2 separate regions of the Astyanax mexicanus genome follow, and region 1 is linked to region 2. The links are chromatin contacts, called in public Hi-C maps. All regions are on one chromosome and are shown on one strand. Each heading gives the region's core, a stretch centred on a gene start, on an enhancer-like site or on the middle of the called end of the contact. The rest is flanking DNA. Distances are from core to core; before and after follow the strand shown. Region 1 has its middle 7.5 kb from the start of tpm4a. Region 2 holds the start of hsh2d (hematopoietic SH2 domain containing).

What was found. A called contact is a pair of places that touch in the nucleus more often than the background predicts.
Region 1: a Hi-C map of muscle shows a contact between it and region 2, with 12 times the contacts expected there. The contact joins the enhancer-like site here to the promoter of hsh2d in region 2. A contact is called at or near these places in 2 of 3 Hi-C or Micro-C datasets (both in muscle).

The regions. Positions count from the first base shown.
Region 1 is chr16:13,421,402-13,426,036 of AstMex3_surface, reverse strand. No RefSeq gene overlaps it. Among protein-coding and RNA genes, the nearest start is that of tpm4a, 7.5 kb to the right of the region's middle. Within about 2 kb of position 1,391, the one cell type or tissue checked has an H3K27ac peak away from gene starts, as active enhancers do.
Region 2 is chr16:13,378,282-13,383,198 of AstMex3_surface, reverse strand. hsh2d (hematopoietic SH2 domain containing) reads left to right here and starts at 2,563. Exons shown (of 6, transcript XM_007252606.4): 1 at 2,563-2,685. It overlaps tpm4a (tropomyosin 4a), which reads left to right. Exons shown (of 9, transcript XM_007252611.4): 9 at 1-172.

The DNA of each region.
Region 1 (4,635 bases), core at 142-2,641, 44 kb before region 2:
AGGAATAAACCTCAGATTTGGGAAGAGGAACCCATGATTGACATGATTGATTAATATTAAACAAATATTATTCAGCACGTCAGTTTTATCAAAAAGTAATAGTCAGATTTTACTTAGTGTTACAAAATTTCTTAGTGTTTGGAAGTGTGCGCAAGTGTGTGTTTATTGACACAAGTGCACAAGTTATTAAGAGCCAGTGTGTGAAAACCTCTTTATTTCACATTTGTTATTTTAAAAAAAAATCTCATTTTCACTATGGTCTCTCGGACTGTAGCCCCCACTGTATGTACTTGTCTTTAAAAATCCAGCATCTCCAATACCCTCTTCAACTGTACTACACGTATTTAGGCACAAGATGGTGCTGCTGAAAGTAGATCATTCCTCCCTTCAACCACATAAATTAGGGCAGTGGTTTCAGACTCCAACTCCAGAAATTAAAACTTGACTTGAAGGTATGAAGAGCATGGGAATCTCCAACATCCACTGGATTTGAGATCCATTCAAACTTACAACTAACTAAGTAGCAGAATTATTAGTTTTATGAACGTGAAAATGAGTTCAGCACTCTTCAGTGGTCTTTTCCCACTGGAAGTCACTGGATGGTAAACTATGAAAACATAAAAAAAAACAGTAGAATTTCTTTGGGATTTGGTGGAATGGGAGAATCAAAGCATTCTCCTAAAAAATCTGCAGGAATTGTGTGAGGGAGCAGAATCCCAAAGGAATGTTTCCAACGTCTTGTGGAATCCATGCCACAAAAGAACTGAGGCTGCTCTGAGAGCAAAAGGAGGCCCTGCCCAGTTTTAGTGCAGGGTTTGATGAAGGATATGCAGTACAACCCATTTCCCAAGCTTTTCCTTTTTTTTTTTCTTTATTAAAACAAGGGGTAGCACCGAAGTCTCAGTGTTATTACTTGGGCTTTACATCGTTTTTTTTTTTTTTTTGTCTAAATAGTTGTATTACATCTGCTTTTTTTCTACTGTTCAGGAAAATTTTGTTTGTTGTCCACTTTCTTTTTGCGGTTCTTTGTGATGGTACTTTGTTTCAGCATGGCTGTGTCTCTTCAGGCTGGTCAGTTGTGGTGTATTCCCTCAGCTCTTGTTGCTTTAAATCCAGTTATATCTTAACCACTAGGCCTGAGCCAGCCAGCCAGCATTTGGGGGAATTTTTACCATACAAGGTCATGCTGAACCAGCTACGGTTTCCTGTGGGAGGAACCTCAGCTTGACTCTTGCTGGAGTAGCTCTCTCTCTCTCTCTCTCTCTCTCTCTCTCTCTCTCTCTCTCTCTCTCTCTGTGTTGTCTTATCGCCAGCTGCAATTCCCTGCTTCCCTCAAAACCACCACCTCTCCTCCAGCACTCCAGCACTGCTATTCAGGCCCTCTCAGTCATACACTGACATTTGAGCAGTCAGGACGAACTCTGTGTGTGTGTGTGTGTGTGTGTGTATTAGAGAAAGAGAGAGTGTGTGTTTTCTTTAATTCCCACATTAAAGGCACCGTGGTGATGTTCTTTTTGTGATTTCAGTGTAGTTTGCTTTATTCCTGGGGTTTTGGTGTTACTAGATACATTGCACTACTGAAACTCTGCCACTATACACAAACTAGCGGAAATGTACTAAGTTGAAATAGAATTTGATTAGATGGTTTAATTTAATTTAGAAAACATAAGTAGTACATTAACCCTGTAAACCATTTGCAGCAGTTCCTGGACAAGAATTAAGCCTAGTGTTAAAATGTATTTTCCTTTCAGCTGAAAAATCTCCATTCGAAAGGCTGTGTAGCTCACGACTAGGTTTATTCCTTCATTCGTTAACATCAAACCACGTAAGTTACTTAAATAACTGAATATATAGTAGGTAATCAATCATTTTTATGTACAAACTGAAACATTTTACACACTAAATTGCTTGTAGATATGGAATAATAATAATAGTAGAATAAAAATAAAATGCAATCCAAGGAGTTAAAGTGTGCCTTATGTTAATAGATATAAATTTTGATCCCAAAGATAAAATATACATACCATACCAACATACCATATTTTTCATTTGAGATCCTTTAATTTTTGCACCATATAATCTGGTGCGCCTTTTGTATGAATTTTACCAGTCAGGTTGTAAGGAGCAGTAAAGCCACAGGTGAGTATGATCAGCCTGTAGTCTGCTGCTAACACCGGCTAGCAATGCTGGAGCAGCATTAGCACTAACTAACTTTAAACACTAGCAGGTAGCCGCTAATGCTCTAGCTTTAGTGGAAATCTGGAAATCTAAGCTTACTGTAAATAAACAGAAGTGCTTTACTCGCGCAAATAAACAGTTTTCAGAAGAGAAATCTGTGTAGATTAACATCCAGTGCTCATTTTAAGAATTACAGTTTTGTTTACTTAGCTTAGCTTTACAGGTTTACAGACCTTCTGAATTAGAAGAAAACACCCCTGTTCCTTACCAATTTTACATTAAAATGCATCTTATAATCCAATGCGCCTTATGTATGAAAATAGACCAGAAAATAGACGTTTATTGAAAGTGTGTCATATAATCCCGTGCGCTTTATAGTGCAAAAAAAAAAAAACACACACACATTTAATTGCTCCAAAACAGACTCATGTCACACCCGAAAAACAGATTTAAATTTTATTCTATTAGGTTATTAAAAATGATAAAAGAAAATGTTTAAAATAAAGTTGTGCTAAATAAAGTTTTAAGATAATACTAATATACACATTAAGACACATTAAAATTCTAGACGTAATACATCAGTCCTGATCTAATTCTATAGCCAGGAGCTATTATGTTAGCTGCAACTTTTCTAATGTTTAACAAAGAGGTCCTGTGCCGAGTCCCAAAACCTACCTCAGATGCTAAAAGCAAAAATGTGGATTGTCTCGGAGAGACTTGAGGATTTGTTTGAAACACTGTTTTCTATAGGGAACTGGTACTTCGATGGCATCACTAAAATCCTTGGGTCCATTTTTAGAGAGTGTATAGCCACCTCTGGCATAATTGTAGTGTTGGAGTAACGGTACATATAACTGTACATAAACAAACCCATATTAGACCCAAGCAGTGGGCCTCCTCATGGGCCAGGATTTGTATTTATATATAATTTTTCTGCAGTCACCACACTTTCCTTCCTGAGAGAAGTCCTGCATTCTCACCTGCCACTATTTGTCTTAATGTATCTGCATTTATGTCAACTGCTTTTCAAACGGTTTCTCACAAATGTAAATAAACATATATCAGTTTTGTCTGGATTTAAATGAACTAAATATTCTGAAATACCCTGAACTTTAAATCAATTATCAGGTATTTATCAAAATACTGTGCCTTTTGGCGTCATCTTATTTATAATCGTATACAACTTCAGACAACACAGCAATTATCCTGATTTAATCATTTTTATTTTAACTTTTTATTTTCTGTAATGGCAAACTGCAGAACAAGGACAACAAGGACAATGAACATATGGTTGATCTGGAGTTCCAGACATGTTAAATTATTTGCTGTAACCTTGTTCTGTTTCAAACATACATTTTGCGTTTCTAAGATCATTTTAATTATTATGATATGTTACCATGACAGGGTAGATAGCTTTATCTCATTTAAACATGAAGTTCATCTTGTATCTTATCAGAACAGTGGGATTTAAAGTAGTACTACAACACTACTGTCTTGTGGGTGGGATGTAAACACAAAATTAAATGATCCACTGATGCAAAAGCTAATATTGCCGTACTTTCAAGGCTTTTTGCACTAAATGCTAGCTCTTTGGCCATTCAGAAGTGAGTATATCGGACTGTAGTGGCTTACCAGAACACCCAGGGTTTCCACAGTGGACGGCATAAGTCTGGAAATCTGGAAATCTAAGCTTACTGTTAATAAATGGAAGGGCTTTACTCACCCAAATCAGGAGAGTTTTTAGGAGAGAAATCTGTGTAGATTAACCTTTAGCGCTCGTTTGACTTTAAAGAAAATGTTTCTTTTTTTTTTTAAGAATTACAGTTTTGTTAGTTGTTAGCTTTACTTACCTCTGTTTCTTACTAGTGACTCATAATGCGTCTTATAGTCTAGTGTGCCTTGTGTATAAAATAGACAAGAAAATGGACGTTTATTGATAGTGCGCCTTATAATCCAGTGCATAAACCTTATAGTGCGAAAAATATAGTACCGCTATTTTCTTACATCACTAATGAATACCTGTTTTTCCAGTATCCTTGCTTTTGAGAATCAATGTATGATCAACCTTTTCTACAATTACAGTAAATATATTATACACTATACTGTCCGTTTGCTATATGTTGCAGTGCTCAGATTGAAAGCATACTCTAACCTCACTGACTAACAGACCGTACTCAACCAGCTATGTTTCTACTCTACATCACTCACAAACGTAGTCTGACAAAATTCCAGTCTCAGGAATTGTCCCTCTCTGTGGGGGTATGACTCAGTGCCATTCACACATGAGGTCAGCGTTCAGGGCGGGCACTTCGGGCCTCGTCAGAGGAGTCATGTCCTTTTCTCCCTGCAGTCGTAAGGGTAGGCCTCAGCAACAGGTTCCTACCACCTGTGCATGGCTGCAGGGCACTCGTACGTCATGTCTGAATGTGCGGTGGGGGCATGTAGGGACAGCACTGG
Region 2 (4,917 bases), core at 1,314-3,813:
TCAAACACCTCTATGGGTGCAAAGCTCTAGAGAGACTGGAAGTCAGTGCATGATGCCATCCAATACTCCACATGTAATACGGACCAAATTGTAATAATGCTCTGCATTGCTCTGTGCCTTTCTTAAACAAGTCTCTTCTTCACTTTCCAAGTAATAAATTTGTACAAAAACATTTGCCCAGGCCTGCTTTATTTGGTTGTGTTTGTGTAGTGTTGTGCTGTACACACAGGGCCGTTTCAAGGCATTTGGGCACTGAGAAAATTTATGGAAAAACTCTGCTTCATAATTGCTCCAGTTTCATAGTTCATAATTTACCAGCTGCAGGAATCACAAACCTGGCTGACTGGCTACTTTCTGCAATTAGTGGAAGAGAAATTCTTTTCTGCGTTGACAATCACAGTATATAAAAGGGGCACTCACAGTTTTCGATTGCATTCAATTCATACCCCATCATTGTCTGGTGGTTCCAGGTCAGCTCCAGGCCCTAGCAAATTGATTGTTTTGCTTGACTTGTTGCAATAGGCCTGTATCTACACAGTATATACATGTGTCTATATTAGAACCTGAATGACATTAGAGATTGTCCAAAGAAAGTACAACGTATTAAACTATATAAAGCTGTGCTTTTGGTGTCCTTTGTATGACTACTAGTGGTGAATGACTGTTGTATGTGATGACTTTCCAAATAATCACAGCAGCAGCTGGAACAGTGAGTGTGTTGCTGCACAGCAAAGGCAGAATTGAAACCCTGACCACTAGGCTTCATACTTAACTGGAACAGGAACGCCATCGGACCCCAAACAACCTGGATTTGCTAAAGATAATGATGTTCCAGTGACTAATGATCCATATTTCTCTTTTGTGATCTCCCTGCAAACAAAAGGTATTGTGCCTGTCTTATAGACAGACTAGATTGTTGACTGTCCTGCTTCCCTCTCAAAGTCTTGTCAACTGGGCAAAATGGGCTTAGAGGCAAAAGTAAACAAGCTCTTACTAATAGGTTTACTACCCAAAAGTAGTCTTCAAGACTCCAAGAGCCTTTTATAGGGCAGCGGGGGAAACACTATTATACCCTCTTGTGGCAAGACCCATTGTCTATTCAGACCACACCTGTAATTACATACCTGATCTATAACTTGATCTATAACTATCATTCTTTCCTTGTTCATTTTCCTGAAGACTTTTTCATACCCAACAAAAAAAATACTATTAAACCAACACGTTTGCTTGTAAAGGAAATCCCTGTGTGGCTACCTTACATTTATTATTTTATTTTCCATATGCATTATTAAAAGTTTTAGTGGTAAGAAGGAAAATGCAACGAATTACAACACGTTGTGAAATTAATGGGCTAATTGTTTTAATCGATCAACATCCATGATTAAGTAAACATTACAGATAGAAGAAAATGAAGTATGTCTCCCAGACAATTATCACAGTTACACGATTTGTGATACACATGTTTATTTCCATTTTGTGTATTGGAATAACCCAACTAAACAGGTTAAAAAAAAAGCCAAAATGACTATAATTTCATGCGGAACTCCAAAAATGGGCTGGAAAAAATTATTGTCACCCTCAATGTAATATTTGGTTGCACATCCTTTGGAAAAAGATCTCTTAATATTTAAAGAGTGCCTTCTCCCCACAGCAATTTTAGGAGCTCTCCACAGGTATTGAATGGGATTCAGATCTGGACTCATTGCTGGCCACTTCAGAACTCTCCAGCTCTTTGTTTCCATCCATCTCTTCTATCCATCTCTTAGAAGTATATTTAGGGTCATTGTCCTGCTGGAAGACCTAAATGACCTAGGACGCAAATCCTTCCTGTAGCTTTCTGATATTGGGTCCTACATTGCGACCCAAAATCCTTGGGTAGTCTTTAGATTTAATGATGCCTTGCACACAGTTAAGGTACCCAGTGCCAGAGGTGGCAAAACAACCCCAAAACATATTTGAATGTCCTCCATATTTGACAGTAGCTACTGTGTCTGTGTTCTTTTCTTTGTAGGCCTCATTCCCATTTCGGTAAACAGTAGAATTACGTGCTTTACCAAAAAGCTCAAAGAGTTTTGCCTGAAGGTATGTGAATTTTTTTTTTTGGTGAAAAAATGTTTTTTTTGTGTTGTTCTACACACAAAGAAAATAATCAAATCAAATTTATTTGTGTAGCACAAAACACTGAACATATAATACAGAACCCACACTTACATTGCTTTTACTTTTATACTGTAAATAGTTTTGAAACAAGTACTTTTACTTGAGTATAAAACCGAAGTATCTATACTTCTGTCTAAATACTAGGGAATACTTTTCACACATGTATTTAGAAGAGGTAACAGTATTTAGAAGAGTTTTTTTTTGGAGGTATTTTGGAAAGGTCACGTTTTTTAGGCTTTTGAAAGACAGATATACCTTGTTATGAGCGTGTATACACCTGTACTAGCTGTGTATTAACTCATATAACACCTCACGTCACTGCAGGAAAAGATGTATTGTTGATAATAAGCTCACGTGGTGCTGCATTACGGAAGCAGTGCCACTCCCAACTTTTTACACAGGTCAGTCAGACCCTGCAGCTCCACACACACACACACACACACACTGCTGCTCCTTTCAGCCGCCCGGCCTCAGCTCACACTCAGCAACTCAGCATGGCCTAGACACTCAACCCCAGCAGCGCAGGTGAGTCTGTGTGAAGGAATTTTAAGCAATGGCTTTAAATGTATGGTGTGTGTGTGTGTGTAGAAACGGTTTTAAACAGAATTCAGCACTGAGAGCTGAGCTGCCTTCACTGTAAACAACTACAGTAATTTTTACATTAAACATTTCAATAGCTTCCTGTATTCAGAATTCACTGCATATTGCTGTGTTTTACAGCTTTAATCCATCTTTTACCTTTAAAAAGAGAAAAGAAACCGACTTTTACATGTTAAACAACTATATATTTTGATTAATTTACAGAATCTGCACATTATGTATGTAGTTTAAGTCAGTCAGTACATTTACAGCAGTTTTATTTCAGAGCAATTATTTTAGAATAAAATGATCTTAGTATCTAAGAAAGATAATACTCTAATTAAACATGTACTGTACACTTAGCTATAAACACATTGTTAATTCAGCATTTATTTGCAGAAAAAAAGGCAGATGGCTGAAATAACAAAACATAAGCAGAGATTTCAAACTTTTAAATAATGCAACAAAAAAAAAGTTTATTTTCATAAAGTTTTAAGAGTTCAGAAATCAATATTTGGTGGAGTAACCCTGATTTTTAATCACTGTTTTCTTAAAATGTTCTCCTCCACCAGTCTTACACACTGCCTTAGGAGTATGCAAAAATGCCACAAGTGGTGCAAAAATTCAAGCAGTTCAGCTTGAAGTTCAATTGATTGGATTGTAATCATCTATGTTCCTCTGATTATATTTCAGAGGTTTTCAATTTGGTAAAATCAAAGATACGTATCATTTTTGAGTAGTCTCTTTTTTTCCCAGAGCTGTATATGTATGGGTATGCATCATGTTGAATATTTTACAGTCACTACTGGGATTTGTTGGTAGTCCTTTTAAAATTATAGTTATTATGATTATGGTATATATTTACAGTCATAAATCATAAGTTTACTGTACTTTACTGGCAAATAAAATTATACGTAATTTGCTTTACATTTTACAGTATTTTACAGCATTATTATGTTGTGGAATTTTTAAAAATATGACATATGGGATATCCACTGATCTGTTCTGCTGCATTTCAGCATTGGACACAAGCAGAGCTCTTCAAATTGAGTTCAATGGTGTTTAATGTTTCATTGTAAAGATACTGTCTGAACTCCTCTTTAACCAGATCTCTTTACAGTGGTGATGAAAAGTGCTGTTCCAGGATCAGTTAAGGTTTACTGAATTCTACTAGACAGCAAATGAGTGGTGACCTTAGATCGTTTTTTTGTGCACTTTTAATGAGGTCCATTTACTTTGATATACAGTTTTGATTTCCCAGTGATGATTTGATTGATTCATTGATTGATTCTTACATACTCTAAAAAAGGAGAAATACTAGATGGTATTTGGTAGAGTTTATTAAAATCATTTATTTTACCGTATGCTTTTTGGCCACATTTCCTTTATGTAATTTAAGCTCTCAACACTTTATATACTTTCTGTAGCTTACTATTAATAAATCAGCCATGGTACAGAAAAGGTTTTTCTTTTATTTATTTTGTAACATTTTTAAGGGATGTTGGCTTGTTTGTAATATTGAAGTTTGCAAAAATAATCAAACAAAAATTGACACTGTTGGTGGTCTATTCTCAGTCCAGTAGAGACAAACACTGAGGTGTTTAAAACTCCAGCAGCACTGCTGTGCCAGATCCACCCGTACCAGCACAACACACTACTAACACACACCTTCAAGCCAGTGCAGTCACTGCAGTGTTGAAAATGACCCCCCCACACACAAATAATAGCTGCTCTGTGAAGGTCCTGACCAGTAAAGGACAGAGTGAAATGAGGTTAATAAAGTATGTAGAGAAACTAATATAATTATAGAATTACAAAATGCCCTATGCTCAGTGGAGCTGAATTAATGGATAATGAGTGTAGAAAAAAAACATTGAACAGTGTATGTGAGACTATTGATGCAAATATACAAATGTATTCAAATGAACCAAAAGAACCAGTATAACTTCCCCTTCTCTCCAAATGGATCCTCTTTTGTGTCATTTATAAACAATACATGAGGTCATGTACTGGGCCTGTAGCCTGAGCACATGCTGTTTATGCTGGGACATAATGAACAAACTGAATAAACTGAAACTTCCTGTTCCTCCTCCTGCTTCTGCTCATTACTGCAGGTCATCAGTCCACAGCCTAAACCTGGAATTTGTGACTCAGACTCAGAATTAAACGTACTTTCTG